5 separate regions of the Mus musculus genome follow, and regions 1, 3, 4 and 5 are each linked to region 2. A link is a contact called in public capture Hi-C, promoter capture Hi-C and targeted proximity ligation data. All regions are on one chromosome and are shown on one strand. The core of a region is the stretch at or near the end of the contact, and the rest is flanking DNA. Distances in the headings are between cores, read along the strand shown. Region 1 holds the start of Ms4a6d (membrane-spanning 4-domains, subfamily A, member 6D). Region 2 holds the start of Ms4a4a (membrane-spanning 4-domains, subfamily A, member 4A). Region 3 overlaps Ms4a4d (membrane-spanning 4-domains, subfamily A, member 4D). Region 4 holds the start of Ms4a6b (membrane-spanning 4-domains, subfamily A, member 6B). Region 5 holds the start of Ms4a19 (membrane-spanning 4-domains, subfamily A, member 19).

The links. Capture Hi-C pulls out chosen DNA fragments and counts their contacts.
Region 1: a promoter capture Hi-C map of liver shows a contact between it and region 2. A contact is called at or near these places in 6 of 39 promoter capture datasets (Sertoli cells, cancer-associated fibroblasts, liver and 3 more), 69 of 484 Hi-C or Micro-C datasets (B cells, the BV-2 cell line, CD4 T cells and 45 more), 19 of 130 datasets of targeted methods (CD8 T cells, Th17 cells, acute myeloid leukemia and 12 more) and 5 of 9 other capture datasets (adipose tissue, bone marrow-derived macrophages, embryonic stem cells and 2 more).
Region 3: a contact with region 2 is called in a targeted proximity ligation map of bone marrow-derived macrophages, with 7 times the contacts expected there. A contact is called at or near these places in 1 of 39 promoter capture datasets (embryonic stem cells), 1 of 484 Hi-C or Micro-C datasets (bone marrow-derived macrophages), 7 of 130 datasets of targeted methods (CD8 T cells, the SCID.adh cell line, bone marrow-derived macrophages and 3 more) and 4 of 9 other capture datasets (adipose tissue, bone marrow-derived macrophages, liver and 1 more).
Region 4: a contact with region 2 is called in a promoter capture Hi-C map of liver. A contact is called at or near these places in 2 of 39 promoter capture datasets (frontonasal cranial neural crest and macrophages), 16 of 484 Hi-C or Micro-C datasets (CD4 T cells, CD8 T cells, the G1E-ER4 cell line and 7 more), 10 of 130 datasets of targeted methods (CD8 T cells, the SCID.adh cell line, T-cell acute lymphoblastic leukemia and 5 more) and 5 of 9 other capture datasets (adipose tissue, bone marrow-derived macrophages, liver and 2 more).
Region 5: a contact with region 2 is called in a capture Hi-C map of macrophages, with 2.4 times the contacts expected there. A contact is called at or near these places in 4 of 39 promoter capture datasets (the C10 cell line, the SN4741 cell line and embryonic stem cells) and 3 of 9 other capture datasets (adipose tissue, macrophages and pancreatic islet).

What each region holds. Positions count from the first base shown.
Region 1 is chr19:11,603,497-11,606,196 of GRCm38.p6, forward strand. It overlaps Ms4a6d (membrane-spanning 4-domains, subfamily A, member 6D), which reads right to left and starts at 1,308. Exons shown (of 7, transcript NM_026835.2): 1 at 1,178-1,308.
Region 2 is chr19:11,374,052-11,376,751 of GRCm38.p6, forward strand. Ms4a4a (membrane-spanning 4-domains, subfamily A, member 4A) reads left to right here and starts at 1,437. Exons shown (of 7, transcript NM_001310331.1): 1 at 1,437-1,580.
Region 3 is chr19:11,558,035-11,560,734 of GRCm38.p6, forward strand. Ms4a4d (membrane-spanning 4-domains, subfamily A, member 4D) reads left to right here. Exons shown (of 7, transcript NM_025658.5): 7 at 1-432. Among named protein-coding and RNA genes, the nearest start is that of Ms4a4d, 23 kb to the left of the region's middle.
Region 4 is chr19:11,517,247-11,519,946 of GRCm38.p6, forward strand. Ms4a6b (membrane-spanning 4-domains, subfamily A, member 6B) reads left to right here and starts at 1,313. Exons shown (of 7, transcript NM_027209.3): 1 at 1,313-1,428.
Region 5 is chr19:11,163,914-11,166,613 of GRCm38.p6, forward strand. Ms4a19 (membrane-spanning 4-domains, subfamily A, member 19) reads right to left here and starts at 1,417. Exons shown (of 8, transcript NM_001370777.1): 1 at 1,359-1,417; 2 at 1,077-1,137.

The sequences.
Region 1 (2,700 bases), core at 58-2,557, 230 kb after region 2:
GGTTGTTTTTAGACAATGAATATATACATAACATGACAACTCCCACTGATCCCAGTGAACAGAGCCAAATGTTTACATAAAACTTGTAGATTGGAACTGTTGAAATGACTCAGCAAATAAAGGCATTTGACTTCAAGCCTGAAGGTCTGAGTTCGATCTGCTGGACCCATGTAGCAGGAGAGATTCATTGCAAGCTGTCTGTGACCTGCAGATTTGCCTTAACACACATTCACCTGCATGCATACACACATATACACACAAAGAGCTATAATAAAAAGACTTTCAAAATGTAGCATTAATTTCCTAGTTGCTATCATGTTTGAGTGCACTGTCCCTTATTCTGATGAGTTTTATCCTCAGGTTGTTCTACCAGTCTTGAGATATAATTAAAATTTGATCTTCAATCTTTTCCAATTTATGCTACTACTCAAACTACTGAGAGCTATTTGTTCATTGTTTGTCTCATAGTGTTATTTCCAGCATATTTCATCATAGTTTAGAACCCTCACAGTAATTCTATTTGTTAGTAATGTCATAATCAAAAAAGAATTTCAGAGGTAAATTTTGATTCATGTGTGAAAATAACACATGATTTTATAATGACATAGGCTTGATGCTAAATAGATATTTAAAGTTTTTGTTATTAACCAGTTGCCTACACACAGTTGGGTGCTGGATCCCAGCTGTCTCTGTCTCTGGTTCCTCACCCTATTTTCCCACCTGCCTGCGGCAGCCTGTGTCTAAGTCTCCTCAGTGTGGAGAAGCACCTGAATGCAGAGTGAGAAGCCCTGGAGTTGTAACCTGAGGTTCAAGATTAGAACTGTGCCCTTGTTAGGAAGAACCAAGTTGCCTGTGGAATTGGTTTCTGAGCTCAGTTTGCCTCTCTTTTCTGTTCCACTCTCAGACCTTAGACTGCCTAATTAGTGAATGGCTTAAAAGCCTTTGCAGGTACAAGAGCTCTGCTTTTGTTAATTACATGACCTTAGGACAGTGACCACCAAGATCATGGAACTAAAACCAGCCAGGACCGATATAAACCCAATACCCATTCCGTTTGCCCATTTAGTTCTGAAGTGTCCCAGTGTCTCTATTGCTTCCATAAGCACCAGCAATCTCTTACAGTGCAGTCCCAGAAATAGAGTGCTGTACAAAGGAATTTCTCTTCAGGGTTGCCTACCTGAGCCTGTGCGCCTTGTCACCCAGTCACTTCCAGCTGAGCTCTCAGAAACCCCAAGAGCTTTAACTATGGGTTTTCTCAGTCTGATCCTTGGTTCCTTCTTGTGAAGTTCTAACTGTCCCAGCCCTTCCTTCTTCTGTGCTCACTGCACAGGAAGTGGCGCTTACAGTCTGGACATGTGAATGTGCCTTTACTTCCTTTTTCATAGACTTCCAGTAACCAGGAAAATGACTAATTGGACCAGTTCTGGGAGACTTGTAGGTTACTTTTCCTTCCCATAAAATATCATCATGACAGCACTGACATTTTTATCACTGGTTTGAATTTTGTGTCTCTCTAATTATCCTAGATCTAGAATACACATTCAGTGGCAGAGCTGAACCTGCTGAGCATCTCAGAGACCCTAATTTCTGATCTGATCCTCAGTGTGCATTATGCTTACGTGTCTATTGGGTGCCAATGGACAGAGTGAACCAAGTTGTTATGAAAACTGACAAAGGTGTTCTTCTTCCGAGCTGGTTTGCGTCTGCGAAGGATAGCATTGCCTTCAGATCCTGACTTAGTGTCAGTGGAGTTCTGCACATTCCATCTTGGCCCACAATGATATGAGTATCACAAAACCAAGCAAAAACTTCCGTTCTTCCCAAACTTATGAGTCATGAAAGTTGTGGCAGAGATGGAACAAGGAAGATGAACAGAGTTAGACGTCATATTCCCCAAGGCCAGTGATCTTGTGGTGTTAAGTAGAATGTCAGTCAGAGTAGCTTTTCTCAGCTCTGTAACTACTCCATGCTAGAGGGATCATGCATGGGGTTAAAAACTAAAATCTACAGGTAAATAAATAATATGCTACATTTATAAAGGCTTTAATCAATGAACTTAACAAAATATTTAATGATTTCTGCAAAGCTCAAAAATCTAGATCACTATTAGAATACAACTAAGTTTTTCTTTGGTAGTTAGACAGTTACCAGGAAACACTTCCAATCAAAAAAGGGGGGGCAAAAATAGACATGAATACCCAATGGTCTCATGGGCACTGTTTTTTTTTCTTTTATTGATTCTTTGCAAATTTCACATCATGTACCACAGCCCCACTTACCTCCCCCTCCTCTGGTACCTGTCCTCCACCCTTGCCATCTCCCCCCAGCAAAGAAAAAAAAATCTCATTGTGGAAGCTGTAGTGTGTCACAGTGTATCCCACAGTATTCCCTTTTGTCTAAATTTATTTGCTTGAAAATATCTGTTGCAATGATTCTTGGTCTGGTATGAGACCTCTGACTTCTGCTATTCTATCAATACTGAAACCTCACTGGGACTCCTCTCAGATATCCTGTTGCCCTGTGTCATGGAGATCTTATAGCTTTGGATCTATAGGACCACTCCCTTCATACACTCCAGCTGTTCATCGATGAGGTAGATATTGGGGTGGGTCAATTCAAAGCCCTGAACCTGGGCCTGAGAAGTTTATGAGCTTGTCAGATCACAAGCTCTCAGGCCCTTGGTGCAGCTCACTGGCAAAT
Region 2 (2,700 bases), core at 187-2,686:
TGCTTGGTTAAAATAGCTCTGTGAAAGTTTTAATGACTATTGAATCAGTACACAAGATCTCAGTTCATTCACAACTCTCTTACATCTGGTTAATTAGTCCATCAAGTCTCCTTTTGTATGTCATCACTTCTGGAAAGTCTTCTCTTTATTTCCAAGGCTGGGGTCAATGGGGTTCGATGATGACTGACTTAGTTTGTTATATGTTACCTTGCAGGGCACTGGTTAGCCAGGATTTTAGCATGTTTATTTGTGTGTTGACTCGTCTGAATTACCCAGACAGACACAGAACCAGAGTCTATTTATATTTTCTATACCATCTTATCTATGGCACATTGCTGGATATATGGACATTTTTCTTTAAGAAATTATTGAATGACTAAAAATTACCAACCACTTTCCTTTCCTCTTTTCTGTTGTTGGATGTATCTGTCCTTTGAGATCCTCAGCAAGTTGAAGTTTTGATCTTCAGTGGGGAAATGTGAAGGCAGGTAGAAGCTTTAAGATGTGTTGCCTAGAGATGAGACAACGTGTCTTTATCTTTTCACCTTTCCATCTGATCTCATCTCTTAGCCAGCTTCCCACCATTTTCCTATCTTTCATGGTGTGTTGAGCCCAGAGATCCCTAACTAAGACCAGCAAGGCCATGCTTTTGAGATTCTAAAACTGTGAGTGAAGTGTGTATTTTTATATATAAATTATACAACACCAGATATTACTTTACAGAATTGGAAAATAGACTAATGCTTACATTAATCTTAAGATTATTTTATTTTATCAACGAACAATCAATCCTATATTCTGGAAGATGACAAGATCATGTAGGCAATGATTGAAATAGATTTGTCTTTAATGTGTCTTTGGCTTAGAAATGGGTTATTTACTTTAAAATTGCAAAGCACTATTTACTTCTTTGTAACCAATGTGCTGCCACCTGATGGACCTTCGTAGTAAACCCCAAATGGTAGCACTTCATAAAAACCACACACGAAAAGCATGCATTGAAAGTTTTCTAGGAAAAGAAATGTATCAAGAAAATGTATGAAATTGTTATAAACAGGCATTTGCTAGTTTTGACTGTTTTGAGAGAGGTTCTCCTTATGTAGCTCAGGCTGGCTATAAGTCACAATTCTCCTGCCTCAGACTCCTGGATAAAGGGAAATGGGATTCCAAGAATAAATCACCAACAAATGGGATTTTCCCGGCGATTGAAGGGCCATGATATTGACTTTGGTCTGCTGAGTATGGACTTACACTGATATGCTCAGTAAAACCTGTGCTGCTGCTTTTTTGTAAGAGAGATTGTGACAGCCACTGTTTTTCTAGTGGATTTTAAAGAAGCCACATGTACACAACTAGGATGCAGAGTCAGGGGATACTTCAGCTAATAAAAAGGGAACTAGCTGTGTTTTTTGAGATCCTCAGCAGTAACCTTTAGGATTTAGAAAACATACTAGACTTCAGCTTTAGTCACACATGAGCTGTGACGGGCAAGTCATTGCATCTGAACAAAGAGCCCGAGGCACATTCCTAGAGACAGCTCCTCATCTGACACATAACAGGCTGTCCAGTTGAGAAGGAAGGTAGGTGCTGACTTACCTTTCCTAGGCTTTTGTGATGATGGTTTTTCATCTCTTGTTCTAGGAAAACTGGGAGTAGAATAAGGGGGGAAAAAGGCCTTGTTCTCTGGTACAAGCCACCATTCTGAATGTGAAGAAGGGTGTAAAGAGTTCACATGTACTTTGGGGTCTTTTGAGGAGCAATCTGTGCTGCAACCCTGGGAGGCAAGAAAAAAAAAAAAGGTCTGGTAAGAGCCAAAAGAAGGGTCTAAATAAGATTTTAGTTGTTTTTGCTTTTCAAAATGGAACCAGTATCTCCACCTTTGATCATTTCTGAATGTCTTTTCTTCTATTGTATTTGTTCTCATCTAATACTATTATTTTTAATAGTTAATAAACACCTGCCACATGCAGAACGTGGTAGAGACTATATAAGGCAAGCTCAACACACCAGTTTAACATACTTAGTCTGATCCTGAGAAAGACTGTGATCTAACCAGGTCCCCACTAATCTTTGGCACCATTCATGGGACTCTTAGAGCATAAACTTAAGCTCCTTTTTAGAAAATCTGTTAATAGAAGAGGCTTGAAGATTCTTAGTTATGGCCATTATGTAAAGGGCAGAGAAAACTGTGTGAGTCTTTCTTCAGATGAAATGGAACATACACAAAAGAGGGAAATCACTAGAAACTTGAATGTTAAGAAAGAGCTTGAAATGCAAGACACACTTATTTCTTAGTGCAAATTTTTTCCATCATTTTTTTCATACTAGTCTTCATTTTCTAAATCTTCTGAATGTATGTCTGGAAAAATAAGGACAAAAGTAATTGCAGTAAACAAATAAACCAAAGTACACATTAAATCTGACTGGAAAGAAACATCTGTCAATTTCCCAACATCTTTGTCCTCTATTGCTCGTGAGGGAAGTCACAAAGAATTGTTCAACACTTCCTTACCATTGTTGGTTAAGTAACTCATATGTGGTAGGGAGATGCATGTGAAGGAAGGCAGAACACATGTGATACTATCAGTTCCCAAGAAGAAATGAGAGTAGACTTTTTGTTGTGATGGCAGAGCAGAAAGGGATGTGGTCAAGATTTTCTGCAATGTAGCTGAATGTGTCTAGAATGCCAGAGCAGGAATA
Region 3 (2,700 bases), core at 22-2,521, 180 kb after region 2:
TCATGTGTGAGAGTGTGTGTGTGCACATGTGTATGCATTTGGCTTTTTGTACGAATATAAGACATGCTCTAAATAAGTAAGTCAAGCATTTATTAAGTCAATAACACTTTAAAATCTTCTATTCATTGTATGTACAAGAAGAATTTAATTGGCAAAAAAAATTTTAATGTAAACTGATAAAAACCTTGGTTTAGTGAGGTGAAGTCTCCAAAGAGTGAAGAATGGAGTTCATGGGTTTTTTTTGGGGGGGGGTTGCTAAATAAATAAATTTGGCTGCTCACGATCATATACAGACACATAAACTATGTAAGACAGCAGGTGTATTACCTTACTAATAATAGCAACCAATTTTAATCCTACATGAATGTTCATCTTAATAGTATATGCCTTAATTGTTATGGTGAAAAGTTACAATAAACAAAAGTGATTGAAATCAGAGCACTTGAACCTTAAATACACACACATGCATGAACACACAAACACACACATATATGCATCTATATACATTGTATATTTATATAAGTATAGTGCATCTCACTGTACATATATAGTATATATTTTGTGTGGATATAGAGAGTATACATACACATATGTGTATATATTACATATGACCTAAAAAGTTACTTATTATTGAGGATTGAAGCTCACATATTTAAACACTTGGTTCCAAGTAGAGCCATTCTTTTTAGAGATTGCTGAATCTTTCAGATATGAGGCCTAACTTGTGAAACTAAGTCACTAAAGGTTGCCGTTGAAGGTTTCACTGTCTTCCAGTTGAATGTTCACTTTATCTTTCTGGTTAAAGGCAAAGTCCAAAGACTGCTTTTAAGCTAAATTTCCCAAAAAGAAATAAGATTGTCAGTACATTCTTAGATAAATTGATTCTAAGTATGTGTCAATGTTTATTATTCATTATAGAATAAGTCTAGATCCTGCATTAATTTGGCATAGCATGATTTAAATTATTTGCATATTTCCAAGCATCCAGGGTACATCTGCAGGTATTGATGTGTTCCAGGAGCCAAACTTAGGCCCGATGCTATTTACTAATTATCTTAAATTAACTTTTAATATAGCTATATCAAGACAGTTCTCAGAAAGAAAACATTAAAAAAAAATACCAAATGGGATTGGAGAGACGGCTTAGTAGTTCAGAGTACTTGTTGCTCTTGGAAAGGACCTGGTTTAAGTTCCCAGAACCCACATTGTGACTCACAACAATCTTAACCCAGGTTCCAGGGGATCCAATGCCCTCTGCTGACTTTCACAGACACATGCCCACAAATTATGCACATACACACATTGTACAAAAAAAACACATAAAATGCAAAAAGTACGGGGTGGGGGGACATTAAAAATATTACATAAGACAAGAACTACAAAGTAATTAATTCAAGACCAAAAAGATAATGATTGATCTGAAGCTGTTTCAAATAAAACAAAATCCACACCAAACCAAACCAAACAAACATTTTCCTCATTAATGTTCCTCAGATACCCACCCATAAAGTCAGACCAGCCCACAGCAGTGCTTCTTGTTGGCAATGGGTCACACTCACAAAGATTTCATTGATTCTCTCAGTTCTCAGTTTCCTTCCATGCAGCTCTTTCTCTGTTCTTTGTGTGCTGTTGCTTCCTTGTTCTCATCACAGGAAGTGAGTTCTCAGCTAGGGATGGGATGTCCCAGTCAGTTATGAAAGTGCTTATGCTAAGCTCTCAACCCTTTGTTCTCTGAATCTGGTCACAGCACACAGCAGTGGCCAGGCTGTATTCTCAGCTGCATCTTTCCTATTGCCCAATAAGCCACAGACATTATGAGCAAGGCTGATGGTATTATGAAATACTGCATTTTTCCCTCTCCATTTGAAGCATTTGGGGTTTTTTTAACTTCTCCCCTTATCAAGAGAATAGAATAGTAGAAAAGGTGAGAAGAGGAAGGGAAGCATTATTTTTCCCACAGCAGCAAGGTTGCATTTCCTAAAACTGTAAATAATTTATTCAATTTTCTTATCCTGTCTGCACTCTTCCTCTGAAAGCACTTAAGGAAAATAAAATTCTGACCTTCTCTCTAGAGGACAAGATGCTTAGCCCATAGTGAGGCAGTCTAAAAGACTGTTTTCTGTCTCATGTAACACAGAAAGATGACAGGAGATATTACAGCTTTAATGTCCTGATGGAGTCAGCTGTGTCCCTACAGAGGTGCCTGTGGTTCTACAGTGGACAGGAATCACTGTGGATGCTGAGTTCTAGAGGATAAAGAGTGGGCTGGCTTAACTGGGAAATTTTACACACAAGCCAGAGAGAATATATCTCAAAATAATGTTTCTGAGCAGTTCCAGAATCTACTCCTATTTTCTTGTTTTGTGTCACAATCTTATAGTCATCCTTTTTGGAAAGTCATGTAAATAGAAGTGGGCTTTTATTGAATGTTTACAACCACACACAAAAAAAAAACTGAAACAAAAGAAAAAGGAGGAAGTATGTTAAGAATTAAACCAAACTTAGATAATTCAGTAGTATTTGTCTCATTTCTTTTTAGACTCCTCAAGAGCTATAGTTGTAGTTGTACATTATATACAGCCATCATATTCACATATTCAGCTATCTATCTATCCTATCTATCTATCTATCTATCTATCTATCTATCTATCTATCTATCTATCTAACTATCTATCTATGTGTGTGTCTATCCATCTGTCT
Region 4 (2,700 bases), core at 63-2,562, 140 kb after region 2:
GCTTGGGCCTGAGTTCATTGCTATCTGAAAACCTTTTGTTCCAAAATTGTGCTGTGCTTCACTATGGCTAAAGTAAAACAATCTAGGCTAGACCAGCACCAGTTACAACAAAATGGGGCTGAGCTGAGTTTTATTCATCTCTTCCTAAATTGTTTTGTTGTTGCTGTTGTTGTTTTGTTTTTCCTGCCTGCTGTGAAACCTGCAGGGAATTACCACACCACAACCCTCTGATGTGACAGTGGCTCACACTGTCTCCCTAGGTTCTTTTTGGCTGACTCCAAGGAAAGAAGGAAGGAAGTTGTCAGCGTGTAGCTGTCCAGTTGCTGCAGCTGGCTCTAGTTCCCCTGTGAAGTTAATTATGTCAAAGTCAGCTTCTGAATTGTGCCTACCCAAGGGCCTGAAAGCCACAGGGACACATGTCTTCATGACTGTGTCTGGAGTGCAGGATTGTTGAAGTCATTCCTGGTGTGTTGAAACTTCTCTGCTTGCTCCTCTCCTGATCTATTACTTTTCTAGAAGTGTCCAGTAACTCCCTGGACACATCTCCTGTTAGAGAAGTCCAGTGGTCTAGAAGAAGGTTAGAAGAGATGAGGAAGGCTCTAAAGGGAGTATCAATTAACCAGCGAGTGCTGAAATCCTGTGTGCAGGGGTTTTTTTCCCCAGAGGCTGAAGAGTTACTGGGGGAAAAAGTATGAATAACAAAGTACCAAAAATACTGTAAAATGATCAATTGTTACAATTGATTATACATTACAGTGTGCTCAGTAATGTATTAGCCTATAATAAAGTAATATATCAAAATCCAAGGTCATGATTACTATTATCATACTTTACTCTGCATTGTGAAATGTTTTATTCATCAATACTACTATGACTTGCAATATCATTAGTAATCAAGAAAGTTCATTAAATAGTAGTTAGAAGGAAGACAGGTCTTTAAGAAAAACTTTCATCTTTTTTCCCTTTTTTGATTAGATATTTTCTTTATTTGTTTTTCAAATGTTATCCCCTTTCCTAGTTTCCCCTCCAAAAACTTTCTCTCATCTTAATAGGTTTTCCCAGCATGTTGCTGTTCTTTGTTTAACTCATAAACAACTAAAGTTCAAGAAAGTGAACTTGGGCATTGCATGCAGCTAGTGGGTGTTGCAACTCACTACCTCACCCCTCACTCTATCAAAACTGGTTCAATTAGTAATTTTTCTGAAGTTACTGGGACTTTCTGATATAGGAAGTACAGGCACAATAACAGTCCTCAACCTGTTAAGCACCACTTCCTGTGCAGTGAACACAGAAGAAGGAAGGGCTGGAGACAGTTACAAGTTCACAAGAAGGAACCAAGGATCAGCCTGAGAGAACCCAGAGTTAAGGCTCTTCGGGTTCCTGAGAGCTCGGCTGGAAGTGACTGGGTGACAAGGCACACAGGCTCAGGTAGGCAACCCTGAAGGGACTTCCCTCTGTGTAGCACTCTGTTTCTGGGACTGAGTTACAAGAACTTGCTGATGCTCATGAAAGCAATGGAGACACGGGGGCTCTTTAGAATTAAATGGGCAAAGGCACAGGGCATCTGGCTTACCTCTGTCCTGGCCATTTTAGCTGCATAATCTTGGTGATCACTGACATAAGGAGCAGAACTCTCAGGTCATTCACTGATTAGGCAGCCTAAGGGCTGAGAATAGCACAGAGAACAGAAGGGAGCCAAGATGAGCTCAGAAACCGATTCCCCAGGGAACATGGTCCTTCCACCTAACAAGGGCATGATTGTCAGTATCATGACAAAACTTGAAAAAAGCTTAGGACTCCAGGACTTCTCATATGGGTGCATTCAGCTGCTTCTTCACACTGAAGAGACTTAAACACAGGCTGCCCCTGGCAGGTGGGAAAATAAGGAGAGAACCAGAGTCAGAGACAGCTGTGCCGCCACACACAACTGTGTGTAGGCAACTGGTCAGTAATGAGAACTTTGCCTGTTTATTTAGCATTTATTTGATGTTGCTGTGCAAAGCATCATTACTTCCTCATATACATCAAAGTTTTGATTCTGAATTTGTTACTGATTGTGATTTTATTAATTAATGTAAAGGATTGTTTTCAAGAATAAAAACACTAGATTATGTCTACTAAAATATGATAAAATGTGAGGTGCTAATCCTAAAATTGGCACTATTAGACACACGAAACAGATGCATAGGGTTGCACGTTTTGAGTGGTACATAGCATGGATTGGAAAGCACTGAAGGCTGACTTTAGTACCTCATGGATAGCAAAGCAGCCGGACAGTGCAAGTCATTGAATAAAGACAATGCACTTGTTCTAGGTGAAATTGGGAAAGAGCCAGAGCTACATCTGACAAATTTTGTGTAAACATTTGGGCATAGAAACAGAAACCTGTGGGGATCCAGGATTTCCCTTCCTATGAGGTGTTTATTATCTAAAATCATTGTGGTGTGTTTAACATTTTGAAAAAAATAACTCCTAAATCTGAGATGTGATGGTTTTACATTTCTCTGTACCAGCAGTTTCTTCTGCCAAAGGACAGGTCAAGGATGCCCAAAGGTGCACAGTCTGGGAGGTGGGGGCAGAACTGGGAAGCATGGTTTGTTTTGTTTGTTGTTATTTTATGTTCAAAGCCAAGGCACTTAATGACTTACTGAAAATTCATGTGCTGTGTACTCTGATCATGCTTTTCCTTCCCATTTCTTT
Region 5 (2,700 bases), core at 167-2,666, 210 kb before region 2:
AGGATCTGTGTCACATGCTTATGTTAGATGCAGAGGAGGCTGGAAAATAGAAATAGTATTCTAGAGTATAGGCAGGTTTCTTAAGTTAGTGAACAAGATAACCAGAGGGGATGTTCAGTAGGCAAGACAAGGATAACTCGTCATTTCTAGCATGGGCAGGGAGGGTGATGGTTCCTAGTTTGTATGAATCATAACTCCCCCCTCAGCCTCTATATTTAATGCTCATGAAAACTCTTCTTTATTCTAGCTGGTCTGAACAAAGGTGGATATCGAAACCATTTGGTGAGGCTGCAGAAGATGTAAAAGCAAGAAGCCAGGACATTATTAGATTCTATCTGTTCTAATGTACAGAACCGTAGAGCATGAAACTTTGCATGTGTGGGAAGAAGGGCACCCGGAGAAAATCAGAGACAGACGAAAAAACAGAACTTATCATCTTCTGACCACTTTCAACTTCTTAGTTCCATTTTCTTGGAAGCCTGGCTGCCTATACATCATGTAAACACTTATATATTATATTATATACATTAATTTTACTAAAACAAATAAGAGATAATTTATGTTTTTTCAGTCCAAGGTTAATACATTTGCTTTGAGTGGCTTTCTAGTTAGATTTGGCTTTGATAATCTCTACCTCCATTCCCAAGAAACAGCTCCCCAACCCCACCCAGCCTCTAAAGTCTCACTAATCTTTTCTGGTTCCCTTCAATCACTATATGTAGTTGTATGGGAATGTCAGGGCCAAGAAGCAGGAGTGGGTGGGTAGGGAAGCAGGGCGTGGGGGGAGGGTATAGGAAACTTTCGGGATAGCATTTGAAATGTATATAAAGAAAATATCTAATAAATAAAAAAAGAAAAAAATTCAAGGCATTGTCTTTAGATCTTTCAAAACAAACTTTTCCTTTTCCTCATATAAGTCACGGACTTTGAAGGTTTCAGTTGCCACGATAATGGCCCATTGATATTTGACAAGGAGAAAATACACTAAGGCACAGAGGAAAGCATTTTAGAAGATTCTTGAATTAAAAATTGCCCATTATGACAATTAAAAACTTACCCGTTATGCGATGACTTACAAAAAAATGTAATAAACTTCAAAGGCTCTTCTAAGTGACAAGAATCACCTGGAGGGTTGTACTGGGGAGAAAAAAGAAGCCAGGATACAATTGAAGCTCTCCAGGAAGCAGTGTCCAATGCCTGTCCTTAATGTGGTCTGTTCAAGGGTCATGGATCCATACTCTGTCACAACCCCAAGGTTAGAATAGGATAATCCTGAAAGGGTTGCTTTTAGGTCCAGATCTTTCTGCCCTGGCTTTCCTGCAGGCAGGCATCTGCCACCTTCATGTGCCCCTCATTACCTCTTGCGGATCCAGCGCAGCTGCGGTTGTGTCTCAGAGCAACCGTGGTGAAGGGTGCCACGTGAGGAGGGCCACGCAGAAGTTAGTTCCACTGGCCCTTGAAGGTTCCATCCAGCCTTCATGCCCGCGAGAGGTAGATGCGGTTAGGGTTTGGGGCCAGCAGGAGGAGCTCTAGTGCGGACATCCTTTACTGACCAGTGTTGGGCATACTCTAGCTATTAATCTGCAGTCCTTGAGCCCAGCTATGGCTGATTCCCTGCTCCATAGACTTCCCCACCAAGCAAATACTACCAACTGTTTTCCAGTAGAAGAAGCAAGTCTTTCTATTGTGAGTCTCCTCAAAAATCAAAGTTCTAAACTCTAGAAGGAAGGATGTTGTTGGAACCCTGGATCTGGTGGTGTTTGGGCAAGATGTATCTTCTGTTCCTCTCTCTGCAAAATCGAGGTCACACTTGCTCTGTGGACTTTCCATTTTCAGAAATTAGATTGCACAAGTCCGTCATCCACTCTGGGACAAGAAACTCTAAACATAGTGGGCAGTATGCCAAAAGAAGAGATGGAGGCTGGAGGTGGACTTGAGAAGGGACCCAGAGGAAGATGAGAGGAGTTGTGGGGGTGAAAGACAATTAAAATTCATTATATAAATGCATGGAACTGTCAAACAACCAATCAACAAATAAATTAACCCCGACAAAAGGCTACTGCTCTATGTAATCTAGTCCTAAATGGTAGGTATTAAAGAACCCAAATTTGACAGTCATGTCTATGAGGCTGAGAGTCATTTATGATATGACTAAACAGGTAAACACTAAACCCAGTAAAGTGTAAGGGTGCTATATCGGGCACCTGGAAGAAGTGAATAAATTAACAGAAGGTCATTTGGTCTAACTTACTCAGATTACATTGAGTCTCAAAAGCAATGGTGACTTGGTTAGCTGCTAACTAAAGGAGTGTTCCTCACAGGCAATTTGTTGAGGCTTCCAGTACCAGGTATTCCATGTATTATGTAATTTATTGAACATATAATTCTCTAGGAATTAGAATGCTCCAATATTTATATATCCTGTTGAGGATAAATATGAATGACATTGTTTATGTATTAGTAGTAAGGAATGGAAAAAATATAGAATATCCTTTACCTTAGAGTTTACCTTGTGGGAAAGGTGGGGTGAGAGATGATCCATTTTAGTATTAGGTGGTCAGACAATAAAAATCGAATGCAGCTTAGGTGGTAAGGAGCAGACAGAAAGGTAAGGATGCCCTTGCAGAGCCCTGAGCTCTAGGAAAAAATGGAAAACGATGCCTAAATCTCTCAAGGGTTATGCATTTGGTTGCTGGCTTT